Linked DNA regions of Ovis aries: region 2 is linked to region 1. The links are chromatin contacts, called in public Hi-C maps. All regions are on one chromosome and are shown on one strand. The core of a region is the stretch at or near the end of the contact, and the rest is flanking DNA. Distances in the headings are between cores, read along the strand shown.

Region 1 (5,816 bases), core at 507-3,006:
TGTATCCGAGATTCTCTGCCCATCAGGACTGAAGATAAACTGCTTTTTAACATAGTAAGCACCTGCGGTGCACCAGGCACTGTGCTAAAAGCAGAGTCTTCCTTAAACTTCACAGTAACCGAGCCCATGCGGAAACAAAAATCCCAAGAAATTAAGGTCACATAGCTACTGAGGAAGAATCTGGATCTTTCCCCAGGTGGGCCTGACTCCAAAGCCTGTCACACCTTCCCATGACCCACCGAGCTGGCTGTGGGGCCCTGGGCAAGCACGTGCCCCTGCTGGGAAGCCCTCATCTGTAAGGTATGGTGGCGGTGGTCTGAGGGCACGCCTGTCTCCTGACACAGCCCAGGCCTCCCCTGGCAGACCCTGCATCTGGGGGACCACCTCTAGGTGCACCGCTTAAGGCTTCTCGGCCTCCCAAACAACTCTACACCAGGCAGGGTGTACTGGGGCTGTGGGTGACGAAAGCCCTGGCTTCTCAGGGGGTGTGGAAGGCAGAGAGGACGCTTGGGGACAGAGGAGGAGCCTGGAAGGGTGTAACAGAGCAGCGGAGAGTGGCTAGGACGCTCAACCAAAGCAAGAGGGAGGGAGTGCCCCGGCTGGCAGGGCTCCGAGCTGGCTCCAGACACTTTCACAGAGGAGCGAAGCCTGAGTCACCAGCTCCTTCTCCCAACACCCTGGTGGGAGGTGCCCCTCGGTTTGTTGAATGAATGTTTGGCTTAAATAGAAAGGTTCCTGAGAAAGGCTGGCTGCTGGCAGGAGGCCAGCAGCCTTTCCAGGGGCACCACCTTCAGCGAGGGGCTCTGCAACTAAACCCCTGCTAGGAGGACGAGCGCCCGGCCGTAGGGAAATGCCCCCCTCTGCCCGCCGCCCTGAAGTCTCCGCTCCCCACCTGGCCTGCGCCCCTGTATCATAACAGCCCCGGTCTTACATACCCCGCTGGGCACGCAGCTCACCGCCCGCCCCGTACAGCACGTCGCTGGACAGCTCCAGCAGGGCGGATCGGCTTCCCCACCGCCCCCGTGGACTGGCCACCTCTCTGCGGCCCCGTCCGGCCCTCCAAGTCCGCACACGTGACAACCCTGAAGGTCCAGGAGGGAACCGGGAACGAAGAGAAGGGCTACGCGGAGGCGCCCCGCACCAGAGGACCCCCGAGCCGGAGCCACGGGCCAGAGGCCCGGTCCCCAACACCGCGGGGCCCAAGGAGTCGGGCAGGGCTGAGCAAGACAGACGGCACAGCTGCCGGAAGGCGCGGACACGGGTGCGGGAGGGAGGCGGGCGAGTGGACGGGGGGGACCACCCGGCAGGGCGCCGCGACACGCCCGCGGGAAGAGGGGCCGGAGGACCGGGAGGCCTGGGTGTGGCCGGCGGACCAGGAGACACTCACGTTCGCGGCCATGGTGGGGCCCGGTCGCCGCCCGCCTCGCTCGGCCCAGCGCGGAGTAGGGTTTACGCCGCAGCACTGAGTCCGCGACCTCTCGCCCGCCCGAGAGCGGCAGACAGCGGCGCAACCCAGGGCCCGGGACGCGCCACAGAGCTGCCGCCCAGGGAGCCCGGGCTCTTTTGGCCCTCGCTCGCCGTGCCGCACTGCCTCCTGGGAAACGTAGTCCTGGGTCGGGTGCTTTCCGAAAGTTGCCACCCACTGACGCCTCACAGACGCGCCCGCGCACTGCAAGCCATTCTGGGAAATGTAGTTCCTACTGCCTGGGGCGTGGCCGCGAGGCGCGCAGCCTGCCGGGAAATGTAGTTACCGGCTGAGCGCGCCGAGCTGGAAGCGCCGAGGCAGGCGCGCGGCGGGCAGGCCTGGGGGGCGGGTCCGTGCGGGCCTCCGAGCCGCCCGCCCCGCCGCGGAGAGGTCACGGCGTGAGGCGACCGCCGCGAGGTCGGAGCGCCGGGCTGCATCATGGCCTACTGCCGGCAGGAAGGTAGGAGGGCGGGCTGCGTGGAGACGGCCTCCGAGGCCCTGCGACACGCGGTCCATGCAGCGCCCCCACTGAGGGCGCGGGGCACGAGTTCCCGGGAGGAGGGTGCGGGTTGGCGGCGGGGTCGCCAGCCCCACTTTTCGGATGAGAAAACCGAGGCCCACGGAGCAGTAAGGCTGTCCCGGGTCTCGGAGAGACTCGAACCTGGACCTCGGAGGGAACAGCACGTGGGGAGACTCGTAAACTGGGCCCGGGGGTTAGAGCGGCGCGAGCGCGCTGCCTGAGGCTGGTAACGGGAAATGTGCTGATTACTAATTATGTTGCTACGCCGCTCGCCACGCACCACGTGTTCCCGTTTGCACCGCCTCTAACTGACCCGGAAGGTCGCCCCTCGGTGGGCGCGACGCTGGCGGTGGGAGTGCCGCCGGCGGGCACGGGTCAGGCCCTGCGCCAGGAGCCTTGAGTGGCCTGTCTCGCAGCGACTTTCCTAAATCAGGCCCTGCTCTTATCCCAAGAGTAAACCAAGACCCCAGAGGTGACTTGGCTGAGCCACGCGGCGGGCTACTCGCGGAGCTGGGGTTGGAGCCCGCGGTCTGATTCCAGAGCTTCTCCGTCTGGTGCCCAGAGGACTCCAGGGAGCCCTCCGCTGGGAAGACATCCCGCAGAAAAAAACAAAAGTTGGTCCCCGCCTGCGGTCTCTCACCTAGGAAGTCTCCAGGCCGCGGTTCGCGGGCCTCCCCGCGCAACCACGAACTGTCCCTGAGCTGACACCCAGGCCCTCCAGGCCCAGTTGTCCAGTCTTGTAAAATGAGAAGTTAGTCTTCATTCATTCCGCAGATATTCATGAAGCACCTTCTCCATGCCGGGTGAGGGGGAGGGTGGATATCTGAGACTGAAGTTCCAGAGAGAAGTGGAAGTCCCAGGAAATTCTCTAGTGAATACTCCAGCTCCCTCAGTTATTTCAGGAAATCCTGAGCCCAGAGATGGAGGTGACCTGCCCAAGGTCATGCTTCAATTAGGAGAAGTGTGTCAAGCTTCAGCTCACGGCTCAGTTTAAAATACTAAGCCTTTGTGCCAGTGGCCTCCTCTGGTGGCTCAGATGCCAATGCAGGAGACTGGAGTTCAGTCACAGGGTGGGGAAGATCCCCTGGAGGAGGAAAGTGAAAGTGGCTCCGTCCTGTCCGACTCTTTGTGACCCCATGGACTATACAGTCCATGGAATTCTGATAAAGGGCAACCCACTCCAGCGTTCTCACCTGAAAAATCCCATGGACAGAGCAACAGTCCATGGGGTTGCAAAGAGCTGGACACGACTGAGTGACCAATTTCCCAGTACCCCATTCTGCCTCAGGAACCCTCCTTCCCTGGGCCGCAAAGCCACGACACAGTGATGTCTCTCTCTGAGAAGCAGGTCCCATTGATTGATACTGAACTCTGCCATGAGCAGAAGTCCTCTGCCCTCACCAGTTTGTTAGAGAGTAGGTCTCTAGTTTTTTATTTCATCGTCCTGAGTCTAATTTACTCCTTTGTGTAGCAGATTTTTTTTAGTCTTTTGAGTATAATGAGGCTATAATCCTCATTCTTGTGGGTTCCTAGGAGTCACATGTTATCTGGGAAGCAGAGGTAAGTGTTCAGACCCATATCTTTTCCTGGATCAAAGATCACTTTCTTTCTTTGGGGATAAGAATTAAAAGCACTCCCTTTAGGCCTTGCGTGGTTTTTATCTATCCACGCCACTGTCCCCTCAGTCCCGAACTTCTTGTTTTTCTATCCATGGATTCCTTATGCTTCCCATGGGACTTAGAGCACTGACCCCAGCTCCTTCCTGATTAAGGCCTGTGTGATTGAGGCCTGACCTGGCTCCTGCTGGTCTCTACGCACCTGTCATTGTGCAGCCAGGCCGGCCTCTGGCTATTCCCTTGGCCTGGTGCGTCCCTCCCCCGGCTCTTCTCACGGCTGCTTCGTCATCCTTTAGGGTTCAGTGCAGATGCCACCTCCTCAGTGAGGTCTTCCCTGCCTTCCTGTCTTCCACATCCTAAACTCTCGGAAATTCCCTGGTGTACTTTTGTCCTCTTCCGGCTTGTCTGCGTTGCAGCAGGCTGAGAGCATTAGATGGGCCACACTCCCCGCAGCGTCACCCAGTGGACCGGTACACACGGCTGCCCTCTCTTCTGAGGGAATCACTTGCCCATGCACTTGACTTCAGGGGTCCGCCCCCCAGCCCTGGGGTCAGTCAGGGCGTTAGGCAGCATGGACTCCGGCCGGCTCCCTGGCCCGGGGCCGCCCTGCCCCTGTCGCTGTCCTCCTTCCAGCTGGCCTCGCTCTTTCCTGTTCTGTCAGGAGACAGTCACCGAGCACCTGTGATGTGCCGGCCCTGACCACATGGCAGAGGCCGTTGGCACAGGTGGGTAGTCTGCCCCGTGGCATGGTGGAGGCAGTGGAGGGGGCAGGCTGGGTGTGGCAAGCGGTGATGTGTTCTAGGGGAAATGAGACCACCCGAGCAAGGTGTTATTTTTGTCCCTGTGACCTGCTTCATGGTGATAGCCATCTCTCCTCCATACTCAGCGGGGCCTGGGATCTTCTTGTCTGAGCTCAGAGCTCATTTCCCCACTCACTTTTCCAGCAAATACTGATTGCTCACTGTGTCGCAGGCACTGTTCTAGGCTCTGAGCTACTGCAGTGAATGGAACAGATGCACCCTTGCCCCCGAGGAGCTGACATGTCAGTCGAGGAGATGGGTGGTAAACAGATAAGTAATTGTGGGTGAGAGAAGGCGGGTTAGAGGCGATGGGGAGGGATGAAGGAAGGTGCCATCTGAGCAGGAGGTCTGAAGTCAGGGCAAGGTGGCTGTGAGGTGTCTGAATGCGCTCCTGGACGACAGCACGGCCTGGCAGGTCCCCGAGGTAGGCGTGCACTCAGCAGCTGTTGTGTGCTTGAGCCCCAGTCTGAACCCCCGTCCTGAGCCTCTGGCACGCTGATGGCCCCGGGAGCCAGCGCCTCCCAAGCCAGCCCTCCCTCTCGCGCAGGGCCGTGCGTGTGCTCTTGCTGCAGACCGTGTCAAGCCCTGTCAGCTGGTCTGTTAAACCAGCATGGCCATCGAGCACCAGGGCTAGAGATACAAGATAAGTCACTGCCCAGGCTTGGACCCCTTGGCTCTGGGCCTGACACCAGCCTCTGCACTGGCTGGGCCTGGCTGAGATCTTGGTGAACAAAACTGTCAGAGCGGAGCCGAGCGGTCGTGTCAGCTTCTGTCTTCTGCTTAGTGCAGCACTTCCGTGGACTGCTCTCGAGTGTTCTGAACTCTGGCCGGAGTCCCCGAGGTCTTTAGGTTCTTCAGCACGCCCTAGCTGCCTGGCCCCAGTCCTGCCCCAGGCCGTGTGGGACAAGCCGCCTTCTCTGAGGTCCAGTGTGGGGTGCTGGAGCGGGCGTGGGCCTGTGTGTGCGGAGCGTCAGCCGTCACCGCTGTCACCCGCCCGTGAGACAGCGGGGAGGGTGTACCGCCCCGCACCTTCCCTCTCCCCGCACCGCCCTCTCCCGCACGCCTCTCAGCTCCACACGGTCACCCTGGCGCTCTTCCCAAGCCTCTGCCGGGGGAGCCCGCTGGCAGGCCCCTCGGGGCCTGGACGAGGTGCTCTAGGCCACGGGAAGGAGCAAAGCTGTGGAGCCGTGGGAGTTCTGAGCCAGGCAGGACCGGCCTGTGAGACGCCAGCAGCTTGGGGGCTGAGGGCAGCTGCACTTGAGGGCTCGGGGCGTCTCGTCTCCCCCCCGAGGACGCACGGTGGCACCGAGACGTGCGTCTCCCGCCTCCCCACTCCAGCCACAGGCACGTGGTGCGCTGGTGCCGCTAGACTGCCCCCCAGGTCGGCAGTGAGCGGGTCCCCTGGGGGAGCGCAT
Region 2 (5,879 bases), core at 1,092-3,591, 48 kb after region 1:
TGCACTGGAGAAGGAAATGGCAACACACTGCAGTGTTGCCTGGAGAATCCCAGGGACGGAGGAGCCTGGTGGGCTGCCGTCTATGGGGTCGCACAGAGTCGGACACGACTGAAACGACTTAGCAGCAGTAGCAGCAGCAGCATAGATGACTTCTCTCCAGGATGAATTCTCCAATTCCTAACGAGGATCATTTAGAGTTGAAGACTTTCCTACACTGTCTGCACCCAACAGCGTTCTTACAACCGCTGAAAAAGAGTTGAGCTATAGCTGAAGGATTTCCCACATTTACTACATTCATAAGAGTTTAATGGATTGAATGGTGTCCCCTTCAAATATAGAAGTTTTATAATCGGTTAAACCATAACCTCCAAAATTCACCCAGAACTTCAGAAGGTTATCCTATTTGGAAATGAAGTCTTTGAAGATACAGTTATTTAGGACAAGGCCATACTAGACCAGGGTGGGTCCTAACTCCACTGACTGGTTTCCTTATAAGAAGCAAGAGGACACACAGACACATTCAGGAAGAACAGCACCAAGGAAGGATGTTGAAGGTTACTGGAGATCTGCAAGGCTGGGAAAGAGGCATGGGACAGACCCCTCAGAGCCTTCATGAGAAACTAACTTCAACTACAGCTGCTTTTCAGCTTCAGGTTTCTTTGCTGAACTGTGAGAGAATAAACTATTATGTGTTCAAGCCTGTGGGTGCAGGCACGCTACGTCCATTCATTCGCGTCTGACTCTTTGTGACCTCACGGACTGTAGCCCTCCAGGCTCCTCTGTCCATGGGATTCTCCAAGCAAGAATACTGGAGTGGGTTGACATTTCCTCCTCCAGGGGATCTTCCTGACCCAGGAATCGAACCCGCATCTCTTTTAAGTCTTCTGCATTGGCAGGCAGGTTCTTTACCACTAGCGCCACCTGGGAAGCCCATTTATGGTCATATCTGGAAAATTAATTAGATACATAAAATTCATTGAGAGGTGTGCTAAAAAGATACAAGCTGCTAATGAAACAAGTTTTAAGTGGCTTTCCAAAAGGCCCAACCACCAAGCCAGTTTCCATGTTCAGCGGGCGCTAGAGAAAGCCTTGCGCACAGTTCTGGCGCCATCTCGTGTCAACACTGAGCCGAGCACTTTTAAATATTCTAAACAAGAGAGGGTAAATAAAGGCAAAGAAGAGCAGAGGGATGTGGCCAAGCGTTCCTGAAAACCCGGGGAGGGAAAGGAGATGCGCCTGGAAAGGCAGGCTGGGCCAGCTCTGAGCCAGGCCTTTATCCCATTGGCACTGAAGGGCTCTTAGCACCCAAGTGACACGATCACATGTGTGTTTTAGAACAAACCATCCTAGGAATACAGGCACGGACTGTGAGAAGGGATCAGATGCCACGTGGACAGCTGGTCCAAGCTGTGCTTCAGCCTCAATTTTGGGGCCAGATCACAGGATTGGCTGCCTCCCACCAGAACACAAGCAGGGATTACTGGCTTATACGTTCGTGTCTATGCCCCCCACCCTACCCTGGCTTAACACTTTTTATTAGGAATTAAAAGAGGTGACATCTTACCACATACAGACCACAGGATAATTCTGCCGAAGTCCTTACCCCGAGCATCCCCCAAGCCTCTTTCTGAACGTTCCGACAGGAGGGCGTGTCCACCCATCTCACAGCTGACAACCGGGCTCAGTGAGGTCGCCCCCCGCCCGGGCCAAGGCCGTCCTCCGACTCCGGACTCCCTCACCGCCCGGAGCCCAGGGAGCGCCTCCCGCCTCAGGTCCAAACGCCGGCGCAGCCCAGGCTCGGCTGGGCTCGGCTGTCCGTGCCGCCCCCGCCCCGGACCGCGGACACATCCACCCGACGACGGGGCGGGGGCGCGCTTCTCCGGACGGCCCGACGGGCAATTTCAGCCCCAGGGGACCTGTCCCCCAGAACCCCTCCCAGGGTAACCGGAGCCGAGGGCCCAGCCCAGGGAGGCGACACCCAGTCCCGGCAGACAGGGCACAAGGCCCCCGCCATCCACAGCCCGAGCTGCGCAACCCGGGAAAGACTCACGGGCCTGGCGAACGAAGCGCCCCGCTTCCCCTGTTTAGCCTGAAAAGGTGAGGTCTACACGCGAAGGACCGCAGGACTGCCAGAGCAGCTTCACCCCTAACAAGTCCCGCCACCGCCTCCGTTAGGCGGGACCCACTCAGTCGCCCTTGCGGTCACCCGCTCCGCTCCCGGGAACTAGCTCGGCTCCGCTCGGCTCCGCTCGGCCCCGCTCCGCTCTACCCGACAGGCTCTGTCCACCTGCTCGGCTCTGCTCGGCTCCGCTCGGCTCGCCTCAGCTCCGCTCGGCTCCGCTCGGCCCCGCTCGGCCCCGCTCGGCTCTACCCGACAGGCTCTGTCCACCTGCTCGGCTCCGCTCGGCTCTCCTCGGCTCCGCTCGGCTCTCCTCAGCCCCGCTCGGCCCCGCTCGGCCCCGCTCGGCTCTGCCCGACAGGCTCTGTCCGCCTGCTCGGCTCCGCTCGGCGCACCAGCTGTGCGGCTATCGACCCGTGGAACAATCGCGACCCGCGCGCTGGCCTGGCTGGGCGCTACGGTCCGGCTCGGCCCTGTTTGGCCCCCCTTCGGCTTGTGTCCCGCACCGCCGTCTCCACCCGCAGCCTCGTCGCCTTCTCCGGCCACCCGAGGAGCCGCCTGCCCCTGCCCCCCCGCCAGCGGCCGGGCCGCTCTGAGGGAGCCGGCCGTACCCCGCCCCGCAGAGGCCGCGCGGGCTGCGGGGCAGCCCCTGGGTTCCGGGCCGCCGCGGCCTCGGCTCGCGTCCAGGCCCCCGCACCGCCGCCGGAGGACCGTGGGGCCGGCCCCTCCCCGCCGAGTCCCGGTCTCGGCGGCTGCGGACTGGAGCTGCTGAGGAGCGCGTGGTCCCGGGGCTCGCGGCGGGGCTGAGGCGCCGGGGGCGCGTGTCGCTCTGTGAGCTGGGCGGAGGGTGGACGCAGGGGAGGGCCGGGGCAGGCCAGCCAGAGCCCGGGCCCTGAGGGCGGAGACACGCGCGGAGGCCGGCCCGCTGCCTGGCCGTGCAGAGCTGTGTGTCTTCAGCAAGTCGCCCAGTGTCCTCAGTAAGAGACCAGTTCCTTTACAAGCAAGAACCCTGTGGGCGCCCCTGCCCGGGACCTGGAAGAATGAGGTCGCACAGGTGTCAGTCCTATTCCGTGTCCTTCAGAAGGTTGGGTTGAGGGAAGGATGGTCCATAGCCTCCACTGAGTTTCATCCACAAACCTTTCCTCGCCTGGAACTCAAAGCTGGCGAGGCAGGGCAACAGGTGGGTACTTGAACTGCAAGCTGCAGAAACTGGATTTAGGAATTCAAATGAAAACAATTGTTTGAAAGGATATACTGAAAGGTTGGGGAATTAAGGGAGGCCTGAAGGAAAAAAAAACCGTAGAAGCCAGTAGCCACGACCTCTGGACATTAACCCCGGGACGCTGAGCTGTCGCTGCTTGGACTGTGTCCAGAGTAGAGGATCTGATTAATGGGATGTAGGTGTCAGGAAATTCTTCACGTTGGAGTCGGCTTTGCAGGATGAATAGAAGTTGGCCAAAGGGAGAAGAATGGGGCTTCCACATAAGAGGAGCAGGGGGACAGGGCCGGGATCTGGGGGCCACAGTATGCCAGGTGCTCCCCTGGTCATCTTACTCAGTGCTCACAAACCCTACTACCTAGGTGCCGTTAATTTTTTGGGGAAATGATTTTATCTTCTTCATAAAATTGCTAAATGCCTTTCTAAAGAATTCAAGCTAGATAGCAAAATGCTGCAGAAATTGGGGGTGGGGGTAGGGGTAATCATAGCAAATTCTAGTACCCCAAATGTCCAAGATTAATATTAGCAACATCATCTCAGATATCATTGTAGGCCTATATATGGCAGGAGGCAAGAAGGAGAAAAAACTGGAGGGAGATTGGATGGAAGGGAGGGAGGGCAAAAGGAATCAGAATTCTGTGAAGGGGGAATCCCACTATTTGCTAAATTTTAAAATATATTAAGCTTATTATACTTGAATTTAACAAAATAATTTAAATAAAAGCAGTTGCTAATTTGATTGTTTGCTATCATAACAGATATTTCCTCCAAGATTCCCCCCCACCCCAAGATTATGAAGAACATTGAGAAGTTGGGGGTCATTGATTCTCTTTAAGTTACGCGTTTGCTCTTGGCTCAGTTTTTCCCTTCTATGAAAGTGAAGTTGCTCAGTCATGTACAACTCTTTGTGATCCCATTGACTGTACTCTACCAGGCTCCTCCATCCATGGCATTTTCCAGGTAAAAGTACTGGAATGGGTTGCCATTTCCTTTTCCAGGGGATCTTTCCGACCCAGGGATCGAACCCAAGTCTCCCACATTGCAGGCAGACGCTTTACCCTCTGAGCCACCAGGGAAGCCCTTTTCCCTAATATGAAGGATTAAAAATGTAAGTTCCTCACACTTTGCTCATGTCCACACCCAACATCTGCTGTTGAGCTATTGTTTCCATAATGCCAAGGTCTTTAACATTACATTTACTCTGCCACCTCCCTTCCCTTGGATATTTAGTGTTAGTTCTGAGTTATTTGGGAGAATTACTCACCTCGAGCCTTGCTGCCTTGGCTTTTCCCCCTCTGACTTCCATGTTTAGTTTTATCTCTTGGTGGGCACAGCCTCAACGGACGAATGTGAACCTTGAGCTTTGTTCAAAAACACGTTGCCTATGGCAGATCAGTGGAGGAGTCAAGATTCTGAGTTAGATTTTCCTGACTCCAAAGACTACCCAGGAGACAGGAGCTTTTGGTACGAGGTTGGCATCTGGGGAAGGGGAGAGTCACTCTCTCTCCTTGAACCTTCTGGGGAGGCCAGAGGGGGCTGGACAAGACATACGGCTAATTCTGCCCCAAGGCTCAGTGTCAGAGCTGGGCAGATTCCCTGTGGTGCCCCTAACCCAGCGCCAGAGGTCTGAGGAAGGAATGAGTGAGACAGGCTGCTGGTCTTGTCTAGAGTTACCTGGAGGCTGAGAGCTGTGGACAGAAAGTAGGACAATGAGGAAGCTCAAAGCATCTCCTTTCCTATTGTAGAAACGAAAATTCCCAACCGGGGGTCTATGCCAAGTTTCTTTCACTTGGGGGAAAATAATAAAGCCCAGAGTTGGGCAGCCTGCGCTGGAATGGCAGCTCAACCACGTCCCCTGATCCTTCTTGTTTTCCAGTCTGCCACCCTTCTCAAGATGGTGGCCAGAGGTCAGCAGAGAAAGGGGAATCCAAGGAACCAGGAGCCTGGAGACTTGCACCCGTGTCTCCCTGGCCAGAACAGAGTTCTGTGGACGATGCTGGGAAATGTAGCTTTTTAGTCAAAAGATGGAAGCTTCATCTTCAATGGTAACTTGTGTTTCTTTATCACCTTTTAATCTATAGTCACAACAGCCTCATCATTCACTCACAGATGTTTGAAGTGCCAGCTGTGGGTCAGGCACAGACTTGTTGGTTGTTTAGTGGTGACTGGGTAAGGGTCCATCCACACAGGGTCACTTGAGTGCTTCCTAAAGTGCCCAGCAGCTGGTAGCAATCACTCCCTTTAACTCCTACCAGCACTAGGAAAGAAAGTGAAGTCACTCAGTTGTGTCTGACTCTTTGTGACCCCATGGACTGTAGCCTACAATGCTCCTCCGTCCATGGGATTTTCCAGGCAAAGAGTACTGGAGTGGTTTGCCATTTCCTTCTTCAGAGGATCTTCCCAACCCAGGGGTCGAACCTGGGTCTCCCGCATTGTAGGCAGACGCTTTACTGCCTGAGCCACCAGGGAAGTCCTTGATGACTTCACTGGGAAGTGAGCACTATTTTCCCATGTAATGGACGAGTCAGCGGAGGCTCTGAG

What was found. Hi-C and Micro-C count contacts between places; a contact is called where the count stands out from the background.
Region 2: a Hi-C map of blood shows a contact between it and region 1, with 2.8 times the contacts expected there. The contact joins the enhancer-like site here to the promoter of CHCHD4 in region 1. A contact is called at or near these places in 5 of 16 Hi-C or Micro-C datasets (blood, hypothalamus, muscle and 1 more).

What each region holds. Positions count from the first base shown.
Region 1 is chr19:58,006,536-58,012,351 of ARS-UI_Ramb_v3.0, forward strand. It overlaps CHCHD4 (coiled-coil-helix-coiled-coil-helix domain containing 4), which reads left to right and starts at 1,757. Exons shown (of 4, transcript XM_012100278.5): 1 at 1,757-1,925. The coding sequence starts at 1,904. It overlaps TMEM43 (transmembrane protein 43), which reads right to left and starts at 1,565. Exons shown (of 12, transcript XM_027957825.2): 1 at 1,388-1,565. The coding sequence starts at 1,399.
Region 2 is chr19:58,054,225-58,060,103 of ARS-UI_Ramb_v3.0, forward strand. LOC132658221 (vomeronasal type-1 receptor 90-like) reads left to right here. Exons shown (of 1, transcript XM_060402956.1): 1 at 1-2,219. Among named protein-coding and RNA genes, the nearest start is that of WNT7A, 9.2 kb to the right of the region's middle. Within about 2 kb of position 2,342, at least 54 of the 54 cell types and tissues checked have an H3K27ac peak or open chromatin away from gene starts, as enhancers often do. A contact at or near this core is called in hypothalamus, muscle and tail adipose tissue, where this site is marked.